Regions from separate parts of the Zea mays genome. Here region 1 is linked to region 2. Evidence: chromatin contacts called from public Hi-C data. All regions are on one chromosome and are shown on one strand. Each heading gives the region's core, a stretch centred on a gene start, on an enhancer-like site or on the middle of the called end of the contact. The rest is flanking DNA. Distances are from core to core; before and after follow the strand shown. Region 1 holds the start of LOC100276637. Region 2 holds the start of LOC100191516.

The links. A called contact is a pair of places that touch in the nucleus more often than the background predicts.
Region 1: a Hi-C map of leaf shows a contact between it and region 2, with 7 times the contacts expected there. The contact joins the promoter of LOC100276637 here to the promoter of LOC100191516 in region 2. A contact is called at or near these places in 2 of 25 Hi-C or Micro-C datasets (endosperm and leaf).

What each region holds. Positions count from the first base shown.
Region 1 is chr9:89,568,286-89,574,375 of Zm-B73-REFERENCE-NAM-5.0, forward strand. LOC100276637 reads right to left here and starts at 1,913. Exons shown (of 1, transcript NM_001150375.2): 1 at 942-1,913. The coding sequence starts at 1,661. The coding sequence ends at 1,254.
Region 2 is chr9:89,295,001-89,301,452 of Zm-B73-REFERENCE-NAM-5.0, forward strand. It overlaps LOC100191516, which reads right to left and starts at 2,873. Exons shown (of 4, transcript NM_001136948.2): 1 at 2,014-2,873; 2 at 1,365-1,440; 3 at 1,172-1,287. The coding sequence starts at 2,626.

The sequences.
Region 1 (6,090 bases), core at 663-3,162, 270 kb after region 2:
CGCCTAGTGTGCACAAACCAGCAGATCGAGGCCCATGGGCTATGACTGACAAGCAGCTACGCCTCAATTCGCCATCACACAATTAACGCACAACATCCTCTCTCTTGACAGCTTCATACCTGCGTGATTTAGAGACTCAGACGTGCACCCACCCACCGTAGTTAAGGTCTCCCCTCCTGCGAGTACTCCGATGAGATGACAGCTCAAAAGCATCAGACGCAGGGAACAGCGTCAGGCTGGTGCCTAGCGGGACCAAATTAGGTGAACAGTCCGGATCGCAAGTCTCCGTATCACCATAATGCACGTAGTCGACTCATGTCATGTGTACGCTAGGAATCACTGTGGGACAAAGATCATTCGCTATAGGAGAGGAGGGTATAGCCTCCAACATTTTTTTTTTGTTTCTGCATAAGACACGTTACCAATCATCAATTGACGAGTCGTCTCGTCTGTGCAGCGGTCCCAACAGAGACGTAGTAATAAGGTGAAGGTGCCGGAGAAAGAGACGGCCACCAGTCCTCCATTATTATACGCACGCAGAGGCAGAGGCGTGACGCTGCCGCTGACCGTATCGTCGTCGTCGTCGACAGGTCGACGGCACGAGACGGGCGTCGTCCCCGGCCGTGTGAAAGCAGGACTGAATCGGGATATACATTCACATCCCACGTCGACGTCGGCGTGGATGGCCGTCACTATGTCCATCCACCTCCACAGCGCAATCATGTCGCTCACCAACTTGCTAGTAATTAGCACTCTGAATTATCGCCGCTCATCCCATCTGCCACCACCAGCCTGCCTGTCTGCCCTCCCAGTTCAGCCGCATCACGGACCAATTCATCGTCGCTCCACCCTGCTTCCCTCCCAGTTTCAAAACCAAAACCACATGCGCTTCCCGAAGGACCAGCGGCAGAACCCAAGCGAAAAAGTTGCACCAAGCTAGTAAGAACAAGAACAACAGCCCCAGATCTCATAAATAGCTGCTGCATATATAGTAGACAAGTAACATCTAACCGTCGCCCAAACCTCAAAAGCATGGATCTGGATCAAGAAACCAACCGACCGACCCAAAAAAGGAGGAACTATCCTGAACTAAATAATGGCGTACGTATACCGATTACCGAGTAGCAAGCTCATCTATATATGACCCTAGTATTTAGTATAGTAAACATGTACACGCACGAACAACCATGGCCCGGACTTTACAGATGGCACAAACAACAACGTACCGCACGTACGTACGTGTTGCTACGCCGTCACTTCTTCCTGGGCTTGGACCGGCGGCGTGCCTGTGCCCTGCGGCCAGTACCGCCAGAGCCCCCGCGGAAGACGGCGCAGAAGGCGCAGCCGGACACCCTCGGCGAGGGGGGATCCATGTCCGGGGCCACGTCCTTGGTCCGGAACACCTGCTGGTTGCTGCGCCGCGCCGACTCCGCCTGCTTCTGCCTACTCTCCTTGCCCTTCTTGCTGCGGCTGTCTCCACCGCCGCCCGCACGGCGCAGCATGCCGACGCTCCTCGAGTGCCGGAGCTCCGGCTGCTCGGCATCCTCCGCGGCGCCGGCCTTCGCCTCGGCGTCGGCCTCGGTCAGGAAACGCTCGTCCCAGACCAGGCCCGACGAGCCGGACCGTCTGAACGTGGTCGCCGATCTTTGCAACCCAGCCATGGGTGATGGGTGGGTGCCGCCTATCCACCTTCCCGGCTTCCCCTCTCCGCGAGACGAACCAGCTTTGTCTGCGACTGTGGAGGAGAACAAAGGGCAGTGATGGACTGGACGGTGTTGCTCCGCGCCCGCTCCTGCAGCGGCCCCCTCTGTGTTATATATGTAGACGGACAGAGACCGCCATTAGTGTGCAGGCAGCAGAGCAGTCAACAACCGGTGCCAGTGCCATGGAAAGGTGGTGGCTGGGCCTGTTTTCCAGTAAGCAACTGGGTTCTGCAGGGGTTATTAATATTTAACCTGCGTGTAGACAGCATATACAAGAACTCATCAGAATAAAATATTACACTTGCACATGCTTTTTTCTATTTTCGCAGCACATGCTACAGGTTTTACTACTTCACGCCGTGAGCATGTGGAGGAAGAGAAGACAAGTGCACGGAAGCAGATAGATGCGCACCACCAAACGCACTACAGGTGGCAAACGATTGCCCAGAAAGCATGCATGCATTCTTCAACAGTTTTACATTCCACCGTAAAGTTTGACAATGACGTGATGATATAATTGATAGAACATGAGCCTCGTTAAGATCTAAGGTGTATGATATGTGTCGGCTTGAGAACGTTAAACGTATCTATCCAACAGAGATTGATTACAAACCTCTGGTGCTGATCATCTCTCTACCCAGATTTGGCTAATGATGGACCAGTACAGGTGAAGAAAAAGTCCAGGCTCGAGAGGGGGCTCAGGGGGAGAGAGAGAGAGACGAAGGCAAACGGAAATTGTGCACAGCTCTTGGTACCAGACTATCAGTTGACAGCCAAACAACTTTATAGAGGTGAGAGGAAAACAAAGACCACCATAGTACAAAAAGATCTGACATATAAAGTACCATTTATCATTGTCTTGTTCTTTTCTTGCATCTCCCATCCTCTTACGTCTCTGCTAATCTCACTTCTGGTACTCCACAAGCATTTCTGTTGCTTCATACCCCCGCTGCTACAAAGCTGTCCATATTCCCATATGCTGCCAACACCTTGACAACATGCATACTGCTAAATAGTGAAGACTTCACAACAAATAACAAAAGACACACTAGAGATGGAACAGGGATTGGTCCTAAATAAGTGTCAAGAGATCTCTCTGGACGCAACTACCGCCTGACCAATGGAAATTATCGCCTACCATCTGACCCTGTTAATGCCATGACCAGTCCTCAGTGCAGACGCAACAGAAAACTCTTTCATTGGAAACAGAGTAGGTGCAGCGCGGCATGGATTTGAGGTAGCGGAGGCAGGAGTACAGACTCCCAAAACCCCAAGATCCAAGCAACTACATAAACATCGAATCACATATGTGAAATAGGTTTAGTTGGCCATATACAAACAAAAGTTGCCGAACTGCCAGCACGGTCCCCACATAATTAGGCTCTTGGATTGGACCACATAATTGGTTTGTTAGGCCACAAAACTACTTCGTGCTTCTTATGCATGGTATCAGTTACGCTGTCACTGTCTCTTCGTAACAGCTGATATTGATTGTCACACAGCTTCACTTTTGGTTCACCTAAAGACACAAGTCCTACAGAAAATATTACTTGGGATATCTTGCATCCCTTGCATAAAAATAATAAACAAAAATACCAGGCACATGTCCTGCAGAAACCAGGCTACAACAAAGATCATCTGGAATGCCTAGCTCCCAAGCAGAGAGTTGATCCAAGCCAAGAGTGTGCAAGAATCAATGAGCATTTATCATTCAACAAATCAAGATTTGGTCGAAAGACCTCAAAGTAACCTTTACTGGAGCCAATAGTCAGAATAGTGGTCCTGAGTGAAGCCAACTGAAATGCAAGTGACAGTTAGGAGTTGTACCTGTCACATTGGTTGATCTGACAGTATTACATCAACAAAGCGTAGCTTAAGCGCCAAAGCGCTCTGCGCCAAGACGCCACAGCAGACGCCACGCCTTAATTCGCATGGCGTCCACCTTACGGCGTCCGGAAAACGACACTTTGGAGTCTGATTCGCGCCAAATCGTGTAAAGGCAGGCGCCATAGGGGGAAGAGATAGAGAGCTAGCGCGCGGAGAGAGGAGCGTGTGGGAGAATACCAGCTTGCCCGCGCGAATGCGTTCTCCCGCGCCACCAGGAAAAGTTGCCGCCGCCTCCCCTCTTGCCCGTCAAGAAGAGCCTCTGCCTCGAGTTGCGTGAGCAGCAGCCGCCCACAGGCCGCGGTTATCTTTCCCTGCCACCTACTCTGGTCGTCCTCCATCGAAGGACAAGAGAGCCCGAACTGTCAACCTTCACTCGAGCAGGACAGCATCCCTTGAACTAGGTACCTGATTGATTACCTGCTCTTCTACTTGCTAGGACAGGCTCAGTGCTCACTTCTATTTTATGTCTGGAATCTGGATCACAATTTACTTTTTATATACCAACCTGAGCCCTATTTAACTATTTGTCTCCACTGTCCACTTGTCCATTAGTGCTCAGTGTTAATTAATAATTACCTTGCTTGTCCAGTTTCACAGGAGTCCATCTAAATGGCAACACAAGGCCACAGAGTGTAGGCTCGACATGACTGAATATGATACAAGGACATATCCAAAAAGGAAGCCTAAATCTCGTGATCCTTGGTGGAAGTATGGCTTCTAGCCAAAAATTGGGAACAAATATTTGGTTGAGTGTAGCCTTTGTGAAGGATATATCGTAGGTGGATATGAAGATGCTGTCAAATGTAAATTTACAGCAACACAAATTGCTAATAGAGTGGAGACAGCACTAGTTAAGGGAAGAAGAAAGTGAGCGCTAAACCTAGATAATGATGGTGATGGTGTTCAAGTGGTGGAAGTGGTACCAAGTGAGAACCAGATTCAAAAGTCCCTCCGGGATTCCCGGGGATCGAGTGGGAAATTAGCCCCGGGAATCCCGGTGGGGATTTATGTTTCCAAACTAGCCCTTTGGGAAAACCTGAAGAAGTGGTTGAGGAAAGGTATTTCTAAGAAAGGGAAGGATCAGGACCAAGGAAGAGATGGAAGTCAATATGCATGTGGCCCGTTTCTTCTATGAGTGTGGAATACCATCCAATGCTATCAACTCAAGGAGCTTTGAGATTATGTGTGAGGCCATTGGACAGTATGAACCTGGATATAAACCTCCTAGCTTCTGTGAGGTCAGGGTGCCATTGCTTGGAAAGGCTGTGGAACGGACCAACAAACTAAAGAAGCATGAAGCTGTTCGGAAGCAATTGGCTGTACACTCATGTTAGATGAGTGGACATATAGGCAGGGACATCACCTCATTAATTTCCTAGTCAATAGTCTAAAGAGGACTTTCTATGAATGGACCTCTAGCTGAGTTTGTTAGGTGGTCTGAGTAGAACTCCTCAAAAGGAATTTCAGGATGGAGTTAAAAAATCACCTCTGCTGGTCACCTGTTGTTGGGATTAGGTTACCGAGATAGAGTGGTAGGTTTGAGGTCTAGGACCAGGACGCCGGCGCTTGGGCGCCATCGTCCTAGGGTTAGGGTTGCTGGCTGGAAGATGCGAGGTACTGTTCACGTGATGAATAGTACCACAGTGAACAGTAGCCACGATCGAATAGTAGATGGTTTGGGGCAAGCACAGACAAGATACTTTCATTGATTGGAGGGGTACATTTATAGAGCTGAGATAGCAGCCGACCTTATCTAATATATTAACAAACCAAATCGGTATCTATCTAAACAAACTCTGCTTATCCTTATCCATCTAAACAAACTAACTGATACTTATCCATCTAAACAAACTGATTTTATTAGGACTGCTAGGCTGCCGGTCATAACACCTATCTAGATTCCTACAAGGATTCATGACAGGACAACATAGTTAAATCATTTACCTTCTCTCTCCCTTGTGGAATGAATGTGGGGAAGAACACAAGGGTGACAAAAAGGATAAACAAGAGGAAGCATGATGTATGTTAACTTCTTCCATCATAGCAAATTGTCTCTTACAATGTATACCTTCAGGTCAACTTCTATGCACACGAAGGTCATACCTTCATGTCAACTGCCATGTGTACGAAGGTCATACTGAAGGCGAGAAACATGTGGGTCTCCGAGCGTCTGGGTCCCTCTGTACATGGACATTGTGGACTTATTTATAGGGGCGTGACGACGCATACCTTCGTATAAAATTACATCATTACCCTCAGTTCGTATACACATGATCTACAGAAACGAGCAAGGGCACTCTCATAAGAGACATGTCATACACACCAACTCTATCACCTTCATCTCCATATCATCGCGAACACCCTTCGATACTTCATTTTAGACAATGACGAAGCTATTGCTTCTTGCCTTGGTTTATGGAGATCTTCTAGACAAAGGTCAATTCGTTAAACCTTCATCATAGACTTGATGAAGGTCTATTCGTTATACCTTCATCATAGA
Region 2 (6,452 bases), core at 1,623-4,122:
GGCCTAGTAGGCACATTTCGGCGTAGAGGAGAGAAACAGGAATAAAGAAAGAAGAAAGAAGTTAATAGCACACAACCAGTCATCCTATCCAATCTAGTCCAACACCAATTTTAGGGTTAAAACCTCACAGCAGTGTCCCACTTGCAGCCTCCAGCAGCTCTCCCCCTCCCTCGCAGCTCTCCCTCCCCGCAGTTCTCCTCTCCCTCCCCCGCAGTTCTTTTCTCTCCCCCTCCCCAGCAGCTCTCCTTTCTCCTCTGACTGGCTGTCCGTCGCCGACGCAGCACCCTGCAGGCCACCGCACCCTACGCCGCACCCTGCGTACCGCCGCCACCTCCTCCTCCTCTGTTTTTGCCAGCGCCTTACTCTCGCAGGCAAGGCGACGGGACGTCTTGCATGGCCAGGCTCGTCTTACCGCTTAAGCGTCGCTAACGCCTTACCAACCATGCCATGTACAGCTAAAATGAAGCTATGTAGTGCTATCTCAACTGCTAGTCTGCTGCAAGTTTTTCCCTGCTTGGAGATATGATAATGGAAGGGCAGACCCACTGCCGGAGGCTCACACAAGTGGGCTGGGAAAGAAATAAACTGAGGCAAGCCTCCCCCCGCAAATGCGGAGAGGATGCTTCGAACCTGCGACCTAGTGACTCAATGTGATATGGTAATGGAAGTCGTTTATAATTTGTTTCTAGCAAGCAAATCATTTAATGCTAAGTTGCTAACAAGCCATTCTGGTAGTGCAGAGATCGCCCATACAAAAGAATATTGATTGCCCACAAATTAGTAGGTAATGGGGACACACAACCACTTCAAGACCATAATCCTAAATCAAGAGTATAGCTGGACCATCGCAACAGTATACAAATTCTCAACCTGGCATTAAATCCCAACAGGCAGATTGGTCAAACAAACTTATCCTTAACACAGTCAACAAAGAAAAATGAAGTGTTTGCTTTCTTGTATCAAACATTGACAACAGTGGCAAAAGAAAGCTGTTAGTTGCACATGATTCCAGGGAAAAAAAACAGGCATGTAAATAGCAACCAGCACTGCAAGTAATTAGTAATGTGAAATACAGTGAGAAATGATATATGCAAAACAAGAAACACCAATAACTAGAAGGGGACGGAGAGCTCATTTCAGAATTCATAGGAAAGATTATGGTGTATTTTACCGGTGAAGAGCTTGAATGCAGTTGGGACACTCCTTTTCTCTGTTATCCAGAAAACGTCAGACTTCTGCAGGCTGTATAGCCCAGGGTCGATGATCACTGGCTTCGCCCTCTGGTACCTACAGACACACATATTTAGCAACTGCAGAACTTGTGGGAACAGATACCAGAACTTTCAGACAAACTGTAAACTTACTCCTTCCATCCGATGTCACTGGTATGCTCAATGAAGTTAAGCTGCCTGGGCAACTCAGAAAGCACATGCAATAGATCTGCCAATAGGTAGACAAATCAGAAAAACAAAGGGGCATGTTGATCACAAACATTTTTGCACCATGAACAAGTAGAAGAATCCATAACGGTAGTAAACTGAAAAGGAAAAAACAAAACAAGATTGCAATAAAACGAAAGAGAGAGGCGACCCAGTGAGAGGCTCTATTTAAAGAAAGAAATACGCCCTTAGATTGACTTTCCCCTGGTACCACCTAGAAGCTAAAAAAGTAATCAAATCTTATCAAATTCCCATACCAATTGGGAAAACAACATGTCATAAACTAATCTCACCCCCATTCCCCAATTGGCATATCCAAGCCCGCGTACAAAATCGCATTTTTGGCGAACACTTGCAGACAGACACTGCACGCAAATTTCAAATCCCCAGCTCCACTAGTATCGTCCAGTGAGTGACCCAAACCTGGAATTGATTTTGCCCAAATCGTAGGCAGGCAAAGATCGCGCCATTGGAAGCACCAAAAAAATCGGATCAAAGGTGGCGTCTTCCCGCGACGGATAGATCCAGTCGCAATACCGGAGGGCCGAAAGAGGCAGATCGCATCTGCGCTTACCGTCCTGGGTGACGAGCGGATAGTCGGAGGCGGAGAGGTTGATGAACCAGTCCCAATTACCGCCCTCGCGCAGCAGGATGGCAGCCGCGTGCAGCGTGTTGGCCACCATGGTCGGGCCACGGTAGGTGACCAAGTTGGCCCGTGTGACGACCTTGACGTTGCGGAACCTAGCGTAGACGGGGTCCGCGTGGATGGCAGAGGCGAGTTCGGCGCGCTCGGCGGCGGGGGCCTCGAGGTCGAGGTGCACGACGTATGTGTTTACCGGGTGGTAGAGCGCCCTGAGCGTCCGGCGCAGCGCGGCTCCGTCCCCCGCGGAGCCGGAGATGAGGTAGGCGATCCTGGGCACGGCGCCCCGCGTGGGGCGCTCCTCGGCCCGCATCTGCTGGCGGAGCTTGGCCTCGACGAAGAGAGGCTCGGCGGAGGCCGCGGAGGGGAGCGGCGAGAAGGAGAGTAGCAGCGCGCGGGAGGAGGAAAAGAAGAGCGACGCGGTGATGAGGAGCGACGAGAGCAGAACCGAGGCCAGCAGCGGCGCCGCCCACCGCCGGTGACCGTGGATGTGCGCCGCCGCCCCGGCCGCGCCGGAGCCCGGCGACGGCGGCTTCGCCTCTAGCATCCCCCTGTGCTCCCCCCCTCCCTTTTCTTCCCCTTCCCCCTCCTCCGGCGGAGCAGCGGTGGACACCGGATCGCGCCGCGGGGGCGGCTTAATTGGGAGGCCGGCGACGGTTGGGGCTCGCACGCGATGTGGCGTGGCGTGGGGAGGTTACCGCGGGCGCTGCGGAGGTGGAGTCGTGGAGGTGGGCACGGGCAGGAGAGCGCGTCGCGGTGGACGCCTGGACGGTCTCGTGAGTGGGTACTGCTGGGGCCTGGCCGCCTGGGTGGGCGGGTGGGTTAACCTTTGCGTTGGTGCGCCGCTGCCGGTCGCGTCGGGTTGGCCTGCCTCCAGTCAGTAGTGGACTCGTGGCCTCTTCTCGTGACACTGCCACTGCCACGGATGGGGATTGGAGACGAACCCGAAAGCCTCGTCCTGCCGTGGAGATGGAGAAGATCGATGGAGTGAGGTGTTTGGTTTGGAATTTTTGGTGCTTATCTACTAGAATGGTTTTTTTCTTAATCATAAATACCGTGGATAATCAAAAATATCTATTTTCTGAAATTATTAAAATATATAATAGATTTTATCAGTTCACTTCTCTATAGCAAAAAGAACATACATAAAGAATACTCACACTTGGTTTTAACCGCACAATCGAACGTCCATTGTACATGCTCGAGATTCTTATGTATAACCACAATATTATATATCAATCAACCAGTAGTCTTTATAGACAACTGATTGATCACAAGTCTAAAACTCGTCGTAATTATGTAACTCTTGGCTCTAGGACACATCTCCTTGAACTGGCTATATGGTGGGTTAGCTTGGGCGGTTGCTTTTAGTTGATCAAGTTCTAACTATACTTGAAAAGCATTTGAATTCCTCTTTTGTAAAACATTTTGTTGCATAAAGATTCGTTATAATACAGTAACTTCGATGTTTATTGCATTCCATAGTAAACCTTTCACCAAGTCCCATGCGAATAGTTGTAGTAAAGTAACCTTTTGAAAAGTCGTTCAATGCATATCACGGAGAAAGTTTTGAAAACACGTTCGTTGCATCCTATAATGAACCATTCACCATATCTCATGGTGAAAGTTTTGAAAACACGTTTGTTGCATCCCACAGTAAACCATCTGCCAAGTCTCGTGGCAAAAGTTTTGAAAACACATCTGCTGCATCTCACATAGGACCATCCATTGCATCATATAGTGGACACATCACCAAGTCTAATAGTGAAGTTTTAAGGTTTTTGAAAATAAAACTTCTAATATGTGAGGATACCAAAGTCGCTCTTCATCGTGAGCACGACTGATTAATCAGTTTTACGACACTCTGTTGATATTGTACAACTTTACCCACAAGTCGTGATACCCACTTGTCTCGATTTGCAAGACCCTTCACCTCTTCAGTGGAGGTCGGCAGGGTTCACTATGAGACCTTTATAAATGATCTTCCGTGTGTATTAGACTATGATAGAATATTCTGAGGCAATCTCTCCACCACAATCCTCACACGTAGGCTCTCCAGGGCATCCCACCCAAGGCCTAATCAAGCAAAAGTGGGGCCAAAGAGCCTTCATTTGTCCCCATTTACCATAGCTAATATCCAAATATTTTCCCTTAATTACTTGGTTAAGGCCATAGCCATGTAATCCTTATAGTTGTATTGTTTGTCTCGGGTAGTCGCTCGGGGAACTGGTCCTTAGGGAGAGGCACTTGTGCAATCCTATTCCATACATCAAGTCCTCATGGTTTGCTAAAAAGCATCTTTTATTAACAAGTCTAATAAAACATTCGAAATCACTTTTCTTTTGAAAGATGTACAACACTAGAATTTGCTACTAAAATGTTCCCAAATTTCCAGTTATAACAAGGACAAGGTAAACAATACTAAGGGTCTATTTGGTTCAGTTGTAGATTCTTGAAAATCTTATTCTAGTTGTGATCTGTAAGAAGTTGATGCGAGCTGACGTTTATGAAAACTAAAATTTGTTTGGTTCAAACAACGGTCCATTATAGATTCTATAAGAGCATGAAAGTTTGTAACATGGATGACAAGAATCTAGAAAATATAGAGTAAGAGGTGATTCAGATTTAAACTAGAGAATCTATAGATCTTCATGAATATATTCTGTTGTTATATCAGTTTGAGATTCTACTTTTTAAGTAGTAAATCCGGTTTAGAAAGCTAAACCAAACACACCCTAAGGTAATCCTAATAGGAGTAGTAATTTGGCCAAAACAATAATGAACATTTAATGCAATGGGTGATACGAGGATAGAATGTTTTTCTTCTTCTCGGGTTTCGAGGTCCTCAAGAGTGGGGCCCTCGAGGTAGTTGCAACATTATGAATCTACTCGTGTTCATATAATAAACATGGTCACAAAATAAGAAACAATATATCAAACATGAAAACATGGTTCAGAATGGTCCTATAATTATTCTATGTATTTGTAGAATTTATTTGAGACCAAAATCATTTAATTTAGATTTAAAATGAATTAGATATGAATTTTTAATCATTTTACAACAATCAAGGCATATATTCATTTATCTATAACTTCCAAGGTATCTAAAAGTATATTTTTGGTCCCTAGTTATAACTGGTGTGTACTGCGAGTTTATTTCTGTAAAATTGAGGAGCTCTTAAGCAAAATGGTCACGGTCAGCTCATACTGACCAAGTGCTAACCAATATCCACGAATATCAGCCATTGGATCACACGGGTGCGACTCGGAATAAATGGATCACTATGTGGGCGGCGCACACGGTGGTAGGAGACCTCCGCGGGGGTAGGTCACTGGTGAGAGCCATGTCGGCCAACAGAGAGCTCGGCTAGGGCTACAACCTGTTGCCAAGCCACTAGGGCTACGTCAAGCATGCTAGGCACCACCTCGGGGGCAAGGGACAGCTGGAGGGGCATGGTTGGCGGTGAAGGGGCGTTCACGGCGAAAGAGCATGCTTCGATTAGCAATTCCCGCATGGTCCATGCACTATCCAGCTAGGGAAGGGACGTTCGAGGTTGGGTACCTGCTGGCGTAGCTCTAGGTGCTGAGTGGAAGTCGAGGGAGCTCCTGTGGGCTCAAATCAACAACAGTGAGGCGCGATGGGGTTGGATTGTTGTGGTCTAGGTCGTCAGGGTCGATAGAGCTCTAGGGAAGTTGCATTGTAGTTTGTTCGAGCTTCGATGGTCCTGGTGACGCCGGTGGGAAGTCAGGGTGACTCTGGTGTGGCTCAACGAGCACCAGGGCTTATGGGCTGCGACGACACTGGTGGCATGAAGAAGGTGTTCGGGAAGCTAGGAGTGTGAGCTGAGAGGGTGTGAAGGTCTGCATTTTATATGTGTGCACCATTATTAGCCAGAGACAGCTCCAACGTGAGCAGCGTGGCTGGCACATCGGTTGAATATCGGTGAGTTCGTGTCTTTGAATGGCATGATGTCGGGGAAGTAAATGGGGGGACGACTGCCATGAATGCTTATCGCATTCGCTCTCAGGTGATGGGGCCTAGGCTGATGATCGAGCTGCGGATGGCGAGATTGATGGTGACATGCATGTCAAGGAGCAGTGAGAGGGGCAGGAGATTAGGGATGAAAGGTGGGGTTCATCTATTAGCGACTTGGGTGTGTTTGGTTTGACTTTTGGCTTTTGGCTTTTGCCCCCTAAAAGCCAAAAGCCAACTAAAGGGCTGGATCCAGGAAGCAGCTTTTTCTAAAAGCTGACTTTCTCACAGTGCAAATCTGAAAGCACCCCTGTACCTGCTTTTAGTGGCTTTTCGGATGAAACTATGAAAACATATATCGAAGAACTTTTAACGATTTTTAGTGGTTTCTACCAAACAA